2 separate regions of the Zea mays genome follow, and region 1 is linked to region 2. Evidence: chromatin contacts called from public Hi-C data. All regions are on one chromosome and are shown on one strand. Each heading gives the region's core, a stretch centred on a gene start, on an enhancer-like site or on the middle of the called end of the contact. The rest is flanking DNA. Distances are from core to core; before and after follow the strand shown. Region 1 holds the start of LOC103633237. Region 2 holds the start of LOC100279780.

What was found. A called contact is a pair of places that touch in the nucleus more often than the background predicts.
Region 1: a contact with region 2 is called in a Hi-C map of endosperm, with 1.7 times the contacts expected there. The contact joins the promoter of LOC103633237 here to the promoter of LOC100279780 in region 2. A contact is called at or near these places in 2 of 25 Hi-C or Micro-C datasets (ear and endosperm).

Annotation. Positions count from the first base shown.
Region 1 is chr1:30,908,400-30,914,520 of Zm-B73-REFERENCE-NAM-5.0, reverse strand. LOC103633237 reads left to right here and starts at 2,990. Exons shown (of 8, transcript NM_001346827.1): 1 at 2,990-3,392; 2 at 4,660-5,001; 3 at 5,221-5,477; 4 at 6,003-6,121. The coding sequence starts at 3,312.
Region 2 is chr1:30,749,463-30,755,536 of Zm-B73-REFERENCE-NAM-5.0, reverse strand. It overlaps LOC100279780, which reads left to right and starts at 2,119. Exons shown (of 18, transcript NM_001152738.1): 1 at 2,119-2,206; 2 at 2,746-2,843; 3 at 2,972-3,022; 4 at 3,145-3,258; 5 at 3,348-3,548; 6 at 3,636-3,737; 7 at 5,335-5,442; 8 at 5,523-5,753; 9 at 5,836-6,074. The coding sequence starts at 2,122.

The DNA.
Region 1 (6,121 bases), core at 1,741-4,240, 160 kb before region 2:
ACACACAAGACTCAAAGCAAGAGCACAATCACGCACACAAAGCCACAACTTGAGCTCACAACACAACTCGAGGAGTTCTCTACTCAAATGGTGCTCAAGTCACTATCTCAAAGAATCGAATGCGCGAGAATGGAGTCTTGGTGCTTAGGAATGATCAAGGAATGCTTGGGTGTCTCCTCCATGCGCCTAGGAGCCTCTTTTATAGCCCCAAGGCAGCTAGGAGCCGTTGGAGGCAAACTGGGAAGGCAATTCTTGCCTTCTGTCGGGTGGCGCACCGGACAGTCCGGTGCACCACCAGACAGGCATTGTTCAGTGTCCGGTGCAGATCGCCTTCCTAAAATGGCACAGCCGACCGTTGCAGAGTTGTAGCCGTTGGCGCACCAGACACTGTCCGGTGCACACGGACAGTCCGGTGCCTCCTGCCGACCATTGGAGCGAGCCACGCGTCGCTCGCGGATTTGGCGGTCGACCGTTGCGCTGGCGGCCGTTGGCTCACCGGACAGTCCGGTGCACCACCGGACAGTCCGGTGAATTATAGTCGTACGTCGCCGACGAATTCCCGAGAGTGGCCAGTTCGCTAGAAACTAGCCTGGCGCACCGGACACTGTCCGGTGCACCACCGGATAGTCCGGTGTGCCAAACTGCGCTGAGTCTTGGCTGCTCCAGCCAAGTCTTTTCCTTTTTCTATTTTCTCTGATTCTAGCACTTAGACAAATATATTAGTACACAAAAACCAATGTACTAAGTCTAGAATCATACCTTCTTGTTGATTTGTACTTCATTCATCATTTGGCACATAATTACTCACTCAATATGTGTTGAGCACTTAATCACCAAAGTATACTAGAAATGGCCCAAGGGCACATTTCCCTTTCACCCGTGAGATTAAGGACGAAGCCTCACTCGGTCTAAGTGACCATTTGAGAGAGGGAAAGGGTTGAAAGAGACCCGATCTTTATGACCACTTCAACGGGGACTAGGTTCTTTGGAACCGAACCTCGGTAAAACAAATCACTGTGTCATCCGCTTTATTTTTTGGTTGATTTGTTTTCCCCTCTCTCCCGGACTCGGATGTTATTCTAACGCTAACCTCGGCTTGTAGTGTGTTTAAAATTGTAAATTTCAGTTTCCACCTATCCACCCCCTATAGGCGACTTTCAGTCCCCATATTCTTTCTCATGTTCGTCTCCTATCGATCAAAAAGCTTTGTCTCTTATGACTACCACTACTTGCGCTTGCTCCATCGCTAGCCACCTCAGTAGCGGACCCAACTGTTAGGCCTATGGTGTGCCAGGAAAAAATTTTAAAAAAAGAAACAAAAAACAGAGATCAACAAGACTTGAACCTTGACTATCAAGTTCAAAAGATAATACTTACACCACTATGCTAACTAACCTTATATGATCTTAGGGTGTGCCGTGGCCCATATGGACCACTCTAAGGTCCGCCCCTACCACAACACCTAGGCTCAGACACGTCACACGCCTGCCCAAGCTCGTCGCGGAGTCGTTACTGAGGGAGTACCTTGGTGGCGACGTCCATGTTGTCATCATAGACCTACAGGTGGTCACCGGGAGGTGGGTTCTCAGGCATGGTGGTCTCTCCTGGTGTCGAGACGGGGTGCTCTGGTGTCCGGCGATGGAGCACACACATGTAGGGGCATAGGGGTTCTTTAGAAAATAGTCCAAGAGGGTAGAGAATTTACTCAAACATAGATGGTGGATTCAGATTTGATGTTAGCATATTAGTACCTTAATCAATTTTATATATACTAGATATGTTGTCTTTCATATATGTATATGATGTCAACATTTGAGGTCACGCCGACATGTTTTGCTAGGTCAACACTTCAATTGGCTCTATGATTATAAGACCTACTTGATTGTTAGTTCGATTTCAGCAGACCGTGCATATAGTCATGCAAAACACTGCTTCACACTATAGAGTACACTATTTATAGAATAGATTTTTGAAATAGGAAATGAAATAAGGGGTGAAATAGAAAAGTTGTTGGAGACAACCTTATTATCATAAATTGCATAAAGTCGACTAATTTTACTAAGTAAATAGGAGTACTAAATAAACTTCTGTCCGAAAATATGGTCGATTCATATTGGACAATATTGGTCCCTTGTTTAAAAGTGTGGTACTGCTACATAAATTGATCTAGAGGCGCTATCATAACTTTGCATAAATCTCTCTTCTTTTTTGGTCCTCCACTATTAATGTTGTAAAGTTCGCAACCGTATTATGCTCATGTACGTTATTTTCACACGCATTCGGGATGGAGATTTTATTCTTTAAGATATTTTGCTTTGCGCACCAGTTTAGCTAGCCTTTCCATTTTCCTCGTCCTTTTATCGAACAACAGGTTTTCTCAAAGATTAAACATAAAACATAGCCTTTCCGCTTGAAATCCCACAACCCAAAAAGAAAGTAAACTGGTTTGGAAGGCACGTAAAATTTTCAGTAAACTTCGTTGTGCTATATTCCATATTCCGATAGCTCACGTGCCAGCAGATCCTCTATTTTATTCTCTAACTTATTCTCTATTTTAAACTTTAATTTACAAATAATATTATGTTTGTTTCTAATTTTATCTGGTTTACGAAGATAGTCTGACACACTCCTATGCTAATGCATACCATTTCTTCATAAGGCAGCAGTTAGTAAAGCTGCAACCCGCGCTTTACTAACTGCTGCGTGTAAAAAAATCTTTCCAGCTAAAGTTCGGCTGTCATACGAATAGACGATGCTACGGAGCAGTGAGCCACAAGGTTCTAAAAGACTAAAACTACGAGAGTAACAATTTTATCCTTGAAGAAGGATCTAAACATAAAACACCCCCCGTGCAGTAAACTTTTTTCGACGCCACGCCACGGATGACCGGCCGTGCGCGGCATTTACCTCGGCATCCCTGTTAAAATCCCGGCAACTCCCTATATAACCCACCCGCCGCCGCCAGGCCACAGGCCAGAGACCGCCACCGCGCTGTTCCGAGCCCGCTAACCGCGACGGTTAAAAACGCGTACGGCATCGTCGCGTTCCCTCCTCCCAGTCCCCCCATCTCTGTCCCTGTCCCCCCTCCTCCTCGCCTTTTACCCCGCATCGCCTCGCCGCCTCCTGCCCGTCTCGCTGAAACCCTCTTGGTCACCGCCGTGGTCGATCCGACCCGGCAGTAGCCGCAGCATCCTACGAGGGCCGTTGGCGGGGTCGTCGTCGTCGTCGTGTTCGGCGGCGGGAATTGGATGCGCCACGGAGCGGGCGAGGGGACCTAGTTGAGTTGAATACGGCAGCGACGGGAGGACGTGATGCCGGGGGTGGCGTCAGCAGCGGGATCGGGGATCTGGTCGCGCCGGCGGGACGAGATCACGTTCGATCGCCTTCAGAAGGTACCGTCGCGTGCCCTGTGCTTCGTTCGTAGCCTGTGCTCGATCTGGGTGATGTGGATTGGGGCTAGGTCGGTCCTGCTGACTCGGCGTTGTTTCTGGGACGAAGCTGGTGCCCTGCCCCTCCGCCTGGATTGTTTGGTTGCTCTCAGCTCCTGAGTCGCGAAAAGCTGCATGGCATGTTGGTTGGGCACTGGATTTAAGGAAATCATTTGCTGGGTTCGGAATTTGTTTATTTATTGATGAGTCTAGGATTCATTAGTGCGGCAAATTCTGTTGGTGGAGTTCAATCAGGTTACGCGTGTTTCTGCTTCTGATAAACATACGTGCTAACTTTGACCTTTTGTAGCAGTTCATTTGTACTGTCTTTGCGTTAATTCCAGTGCATTGCTCTGAAGATATGGTGAGCCCGTGACGGTATAGCTGCACTTTTGGTTCGTACCTGGATGTGGTGGCGGGGTTGGGGGGAGTGCTAGCCTGCTAGGTTGAGGTTCTCATTCTGCTCTGTAGTATGAAATTTGACTGGCTTGTGCTGTTTTCGTTTTGTAGTAGTGTTCGTTTCAAACAATTCAGGCACTTGATTTGAGAATTGAGTGTTCTGTCCTGATGTTTAATTTGAGGGGCCTGTAAAAGTTCTGCTCTGGCATCTGGCAATAATGCCTGTCAAATGTCAATGATGCCTGGTAGGAATACTTGTTATGAAAAAAAAATGCCATGGAAAGGTAGGAATGTAAACTGCAGCCTCAAAGAGGAATGCATAATTCAAAAACTTTTATCAAGTTGCTATGAAATGAAAATTCCAGGCTGTGATGGACTGATGGGTCTTAGTTAATTTCAACGAAACCGTGAATACTTCACTCTTAAATCTTAGCACTTCCTATTATTTCTTTCACCGTAGCAGGTATAGTTGCAAGTAGAATCATACTAGATAAAACTGGTGATTGCACTCAAATAATTAAAACAAGTTTTAGCCCATTCCATTTTGGCACTGTCACATGTTTTGTAATCTTCTTCAAGGATTGTGCCATGTCCTTTATGATGACCTTTCGTTTGAATTACAACAGCTTGCCTCACCATCACCTTTATTTGAGTTTGTAAATGTAACATTGCATCACTCTTGAATAGGATGTGATTGATCGTTATTCTGTAAGTAATGTTCTTGTTAAACTGTTTCTGTCATCAAGTTCATTATACTGGATATTATTGTTCAGCAACTAAGTTCTCAATTGAGGAACTGACTACTTTATGGTTGTGAATTGATTTTATTCAGTTCTGGGATGACTTGCCTCCTCAAGCACGGCAGGAACTCCTCAAATTGGATAAGCAAACTCTCATTGAACAAGCACGCAAGAATTTCTACTGCTCAAAGTGCAATGGGTTGCTTCTGGAAAGTTTTGCAAAAATTGTTATATATGGGAAGTCATTGCAGCAAGAAGCTTCAGATATTTGTCGCCTGAGGACAGCTATTGAATCAAGAGTTACGCAAGGAGAGCAAGATGGGGCTCAGGACCCATCAATTCATCCCTGGGGAGGCCTTTCAACCACAAAAGATGGCTTCCTTACACTTCTTGACTGCTTTATAAAAGCAGAATCATTATGTGTGCTTCAGAATGTAAGTGTGCAGTAACTTGGGCTTCTTACTTTCTATCTGTGCTTTGTTGGTGACTATATGATTAATAAATAATTTTTTATTTTGTATATTGGTCTTTTGTGTTACTTTGTGAAGAAATCAGTAAATATGATCATGGTGTTTATTCTGAAGTTTTAGTTCTAGGTTGGTCATTAAACCCTCCAGTAGCCTAATGCACTTCGGCCTTGGAAATTTAATCAGGTATTTGACAATGCACGGGCAAGAGAAAGGGAACGGGAAATGCTTTATCCTGATGCCTGTGGTGCAGGTGGCAGAGGATGGATCAGCCAAGGGATGGCTAACTATAGGGGTCATGGAATAAGAGAAATGTGTGCTCTACACACTGCCCACCTTTCATGTGATACACTCGTGGATTTCTGGTCAGCGCTTGGTGAAGAAACTAGGTCATCTCTTCTGCGGATGAAGGAGGAGGATTTCATTGAAAAACTTATGTACAGGTGAGCATAGGCATTTGGATTACCAACAAAAAGTAACCAAGTGAACTAGTGAGTTAATAACAAGCTGAAGTTTTGTGTCCAAGAAAATGCAATGGAATCCTTAGAAGGAACCGTGCAAGTACTCGTAAGCTGCTCTGAGCCTCTCTGAGGACTGATTGGAATTTTAAATATGTGTTCATGTGATGTGATCGGAACTGCTACTTCCTTCCGCTTCTTTGCCGCTTCCAGATTTTCTTGCTATTGGTGCTGGCTGGTTGGTGTTTTTGCAGCTGCAGCCAGCAGTGCTGCAGCAGCAATCTCAACTAACCAGAGCAAAGAATGCTTGAATAGTAGTATATGTCATTACACATAGGGTAAGAATCTGATGATTTTTGTGATATTACTGATTAATTCTGTCTTGTACTGGTCGACGTTCAATTAACTTTTTCCCCTACTAGTCCTAGTCTGCTATCTGCTGGGATTTCTCTAGCAACAGCCTATATACCAGGTTAAATTTCGAACATTTCAGTGGAAATTTGTGAACAGGTTTGATAGCAAGAGATTTTGCCGAGAGTGTCGAAGGAACGTTATCCGCGAATTCAAGGAGCTGAAGGAACTAAAGCGCATGCGAAGGGAACCTCACTGCACCAGTTGGTTTTGTGTTG
Region 2 (6,074 bases), core at 870-3,369:
GCAACCAGCCCAGACGCTGCGACGGTCCACCGCCGACCGCCGTGCGCCCGCGCACTGCGCACAGACGCTGCGAGCCTATGACGGCCACTGCTGACCGCCGTTGAAGTGATGGAGGACGAGCACCACAAGAAGGAAGTCCACAAACAAGTGCGTCCATCACCTGCAAGTCGCGGATCAAGGGTTAAAATAATGGGGAAGAAGCCATTACCATCAGCTATGCAAGGTAATCGTCGGCGGGGCCAAGTTCGTCGAGGTTCTGGCTCTCAATCGACAACTCAAATTCCTGTTGTGGTAGCTACATGTACATCTATAGAAAAGGTGTGTTCTGTGTTCACTAGCTAATGTTGTATTTGGACTGATCATTAGTTGAGAAATAATGAATTGGTTAATGTGCAGCATGTGAGAAATGAAGAAGAGGAAGAGATTTTGATCGACATGAATGATGAATTATATGATGATGCTGATGTGGGGGAGGAGGAAGGGATGATGATGATGATGCGGAGGAGGAGGAGGAGGGGGAGGAATCGGAGGGCAATCATGTGTCAAAGGCTCAGAAGACAAATCGAGGCATAAAAAGATTGAAGGTTCAGAAGACAAATCGAGGCATTTTCATGGCCAGGGAACTTTTGAGTCCTTTACTGTTTTTATTAAGAATCTAAAGTCTGAACTGTCATAAACTATTATCAGTGTTAACTGTTAATGTGTGATGGACTGATATACTCCTAGTCCTATGGGCTATGGCTATGGATAATGAAATATGGACTAATGTAGTCATGTTATCAGTGTGAATGTCTTAATCTACATGTTGTTACTCATGTTGTGTCATTGTGTGTGATTGAGAATTTAAATTCAACTTCTGCTGTTTTTTTTCAAGCCATGCCATGTTTTGTTATGTATGGCTCGCGAGTCAAACGAGCTGGCTCGAGCTACAAAACGAGTCGAGCTGAGCGTGGTTCCTAGCTCGCTACTTTATGGGGGTGTTTGGGTTGAGGAACCACTCCATCCAAAATTAAGTGGTGCATCATGAGTCCATTCCTTAAATTTGGTGGGATGACTCCATTCCACATATTAGTACTAATTAATTAACTATGAGGAATGGAGTGGTGATGTATCAACCTATTCATTCCACAAACCAAACAAAAAAGTTAGGAGTGAGAAGATGATGGACTAGCTCATTACTCAAACTAAACACCCCATTAACGAACCGAGCTGAGCTAGCTCGTTTGATTACCGAGCTATAACAAACCGAGCTGGCTCGATATCCACCCCTAGCCCATAGTACCTGTCGACGACGACCGATCAACCCACCCACCGCACCCATATATAGAGGCACGAAAAGACCCATATATTTATTAAAGCTACACTTCATTCCACACTTTCATATACTTGATAAAGAACACAAAGATAAAGATAATGCTAGTTAGATATTTTTTGTAGCTTTGAATTAGAGTGTGTGATGTAATTTTACTTTTGTTATAAACATTAGACAATAAACTGAACTTATGAACTTTGTATAGAGTTGATTATACTCTTTTTCCTTCTAACAAAATGATTTATAAACGAGCTAGTCATTGCATAGCTGTGGTAACTTTAATACAAATATTAAGTTTAAATTTGTTCAAATTTATTTGTCTTATCTTTTATTTGTTTTATTATTTTTTTGAATTTAGGGCTCTAATGTGAATTTTGGGCAAAAAACTGAATTTCGGGCCAAAAAATGAATTTCGGACCATAATGTGAATTTCGGGCTTTTATAATTTCGGGCCGTCCGAAATGAGCCCGGCACATTTAAGCAATTACGGGCCGGACCGTGGGCCGAAGGCTAGACTCATGGATCGGTCCGATACAACCCAAAATTCAAACAATACGGATCTTTTCAGACTTGGGCCGGACCGGACGCCCAAATATACACCTATATCGACGACCGATCAACCCACCACCGCACCGCACCGGCAGCACGACCACCCGGTTGCCTCCGGACCCCGGGCGAAACGGTCTCGTACTCGTCCTGGTCGTCCATCGGAGTATCGGACCATCGCCCTACGGCCCTACCCTTTCCCAGCCAAGCACACTGCACATCGCCACCCACCAGCACCCCAGTGTATACGTCGGCTGTGTCGCATGCCTCGCTCACTCGTCGTCGGCGACCTCGCCGTACCGGAGATGGCGCATCCGTACATGAAGAAGGACGACGACGACGAAGATGGTTATCCACCCCTCCACTCTCCCCCTCTAAACCCAACCTACGTGCCTCCTGCTGCTTTCCCGCGGCTACGATCTGAGTGCCTCTGCCCGTTCTAGTGTGCCGGATCTAGCGCGATCTCGTCGTATCTCCGTAATTCGTGTTGTTATCCGCGGCGGTAGTGGTGCTGCGGATTTATTTCCGAGACTTCGCTGGTTGGACAGATCGTCGGGGTTTATTTGGGAATTGGGGTGGGAGCTCGCAGTTATGTGGATCTGGACTGCGTTTGTTTACGGCGTCGTGCGACCTATCTAACCCAGTCAATGGAATCTGGGTTTTCCATCATTGGAGCTTCATGACTCACGAACAATATTCTCGTTTAGATCCCTTCCCTAGCCTATTTGCCTCCTTCCTGTAACACTACTATAGCCATGTTCCTAAGCATACCCCACTTTGTTTGAAATTAATCTGTCATCTGGTCTTTTTATAGATTCAATCCAATTAAGCTTGTAAAATGCTTCCAAGTTGTCTCATCTTTATTGACTGGTGGATGTTTTAATCAGTCGAGTATTCACCATTCTTTGGGATCGAGAAGGGGTCTGTTCTGCAGGAGGCACGAGCTTTCCATGATCCACAGCTTGATGTGAGACGATGTTCGCAAGTAAGAATTCCTTGCACTTTCTCCCATTTTGTCATTCTTTGTAACCTGAGTTTTTGAGACATAATTTGACCCTCTTATTTTCTTTGCTTTCTTCTCTGCTTCCTGCCCTGTTTGGAACTTTGTTGCAGGTCATCATCAAGCTATTATATTTACTTAATCAAGGAGAGACATTCACCAAGGTACCGTAGTAAAAAAATGCATAGTAGTAAAAGTTTTGTAGTTTCTGTGTGCACACATTTGTACAGAGAAGCAAAACTGTTTGATTGGGGAGAAAATTCAATTGTGCATGTTTCTGTTACAGGTTGAGGCCACGGAAGTCTTCTTTGCAGTAACAAAGTTATTCCAGTCTAGTGATGCTGGTCTTAGGAGGCTAGTGTACTTAATGATCAAAGAACTTTCTCCATCGTCAGATGAGGTTAAATAAATGATGTTTTCAGATGAATACAATGTTTTTGATGCCTTCTAATCTAATTAAAAGATGGTTGAGCTTTATGATTGTAATAGGTCATCATAGTCACAAGCTCATTGATGAAGGACATGAATAGCAAGACAGATATGTACCGTGCCAATGCTATTAGAGTTCTTTGTAGAATAATTGATGGTACCCTACTAACTCAAATTGAGAGATATTTGAAGCAAGCTATTGTTGACAAGAACCCAGTGGTTGCTAGTGCTTCTCTTGTTAGTGGCATCCACCTGGCCCAGGTACTAGCATAATTCTATGCATATATACCGATCTCTTGTTTAAGGTTGGTTAACTGTATCTTTTGTGAGTTTGTCTACACTCTACAGGCAAACCCAGAAATTGTGAAAAGATGGAGCAACGAAGTTCAGGAAGCTGTGCAATCAAGAGCTCCACTTGTCCAGTTTCATGGCCTTGCTCTTCTTCACCAGGTATACTTGTTCCATTGAGCCAGCCATTGGTTTCCTAGATGCTAAACCCACCAGACGGTCAGTCACCCTTTGATTAGCGTTTAGTTGGTGTGGACAATAAATTATATGGTTTAAACAGTTTGCACTGTAGCAGTAAATATGCATACAAACACTATAGTTACATACTAAATTTTTGAATGTTACTCGAGACATGCACACAGTTGCACAATATATCATAGACAATTAGACAGACATAATGACATAGATAGTAGACTTGCAGTTCTTGGTTCTCGCATAGTTAAATGATAAGCTGTTATTACGTAATAACATTACATTTGTGTCGGGGATCAGATACCCGGGCCCCAGGGGGCCACAAGTCAGAAGAGGAGTAGGGAGGGACCTGCCTGGGCGGGACCGCCTTCGGAAGACCCCCGCGCCCTGAGCCCAGGGGTCGGGCGAGGTGAAGCACGGTCGGAGGGCCAGAACGAATCGACAGGGAACCACTCAAGTGGATTCCGCGTCCGGTCATAAGACTGCTCTCGCCATCAATGCTCCGCACACCACATTAATTGTGCCTGGCACTGAGCCGCGGCGTTGAGCCGATCCGCCTACCACTCATGACCTACGAGTCCGAGGCCTGAGCCCCACTCATAACCTATGGGCCCTAGGCCTGAGCCCCCGACTCCCTACGGAGCACACAAGACGATGGAAGAAAGCTAGAAGGACAGACTAAAGGTTCGGCGCGAGAAGAGGCGAACAGGAGGAGTAATGATGGCGTTCAGACTCCCGTCGCAAGCACGCTTCCCCAACATATTTAAGATGAGCACGAGTCATATGAGGACAAATATCAACGAGGATTTTACCAAGAGAAAACCATTCCATTTTACCAGCGTAGCAGTTCCTTCCGATTGAAGATATCTGTAACCGCCCCTGCGGCCCCCTTCTTGATCTATAAAAGGAAGGTCGGCCCGACGAAGAAGAGAGACCGAATCCGAGAAGCACACTTGAGACATAGACCCTTCAGCACACACACATAGAGACTTGGCACCCCTTCCTCTCTAGCCCACTTGTAACCCCTACTGTGAGCAACAAGGTGTCGGTAGCGCGAGCCATCGAAGACGGGAAGTAGGGTCGTTTTGTTCAAACCAGTATAAATCTTGCGTCCATTGAGCACATCATCCGGAGCCAAAACGTGCATACACAAATTTACTCGTTGGTGCTGGTTCGGAACACTGACAATCATTGTTATTAAAACGTCGCTTAAACGTCGTTTAAACGACAAAATGTGATTAAGAGTTGAAACATCCGAACGTTTTACCAAAATGGAGTAGAACGTCTGTTTCACGCATTTAAACGTTGGTTAAATGTCCTCTGAGCGTTTTAAGGCGTTTTACTTGCGTTTAGGACGTTCTACTCGTCGTGGGCTTTTCCTTTCCTGGGCCAAAAGATGGAAAAACCCTAAGTTCCTTTGGTTCCATTCTACTGTATATGTAAAATTATATGATAGTTTCAGTAAACGGTCAGGTTTTATAGTGTGCATTTGGATAATGTGTACTATGCTCTAGTTTCTCTTCGCTTTTTATACTTAATCTTCATTTGATTTCTCCCCAACTTGCAGATTAGACAGAATGATCGTTTAGCTGTAAGCAAACTAGTTTCAAGTTTGACAAGGGGATCTGTCCGTTCTCCTCTTGCACAATGTCTTCTGATTCGTTACACAAGCCAGGTAACCCAATAACCCGTATCTTGCTCCATATAAAACTAGGTAAATATGGGAATTCCTAAAATATAATGGACAATTTGCAGGTTATGTGTGAGTCAAGCATGAACACTCAAAATGGTGACCGTCCATTTTTTGATTTTCTGGAATCATCCCTCAGACATAAAGCAGAAATGGTGGCTTTGGAAGCTGCACGGAAGATAACAGAGATGGATGTTACAAGCCGTGAATTGGCACCAGCAATTACTTTGTTACAGTTATACTTGAGTTCATCCAAGCCTGTGCTTCGATTTGCTGCTGTCCGGACTCTCAATAAGGTTATCCTTACATGGCCGTCAAGCTTAGCTGTTCAAAATTATTCCTGCAATATTTGTTTCTTGATTTTCCATTATATCGCAGGTTGCTAGGACACGACCTCTGGCGGTGACAAACTGCAATGTGGACTTGGAGAGTTTGTTGTCAGACCAGAACAGGAGTATAGCGACCCTGGCAATTACTACTCTTCTTAAAACTGGCAATGAATCAAGTGTGGATCGTCTCATTAAACAAATTACCCTTTTCATGTCTGACATAGCAGATGAATTCAAGATAGTTGTTGTTGAAGCTATACGGTCTTTGTGCCTGAAGTTCCCACTAAA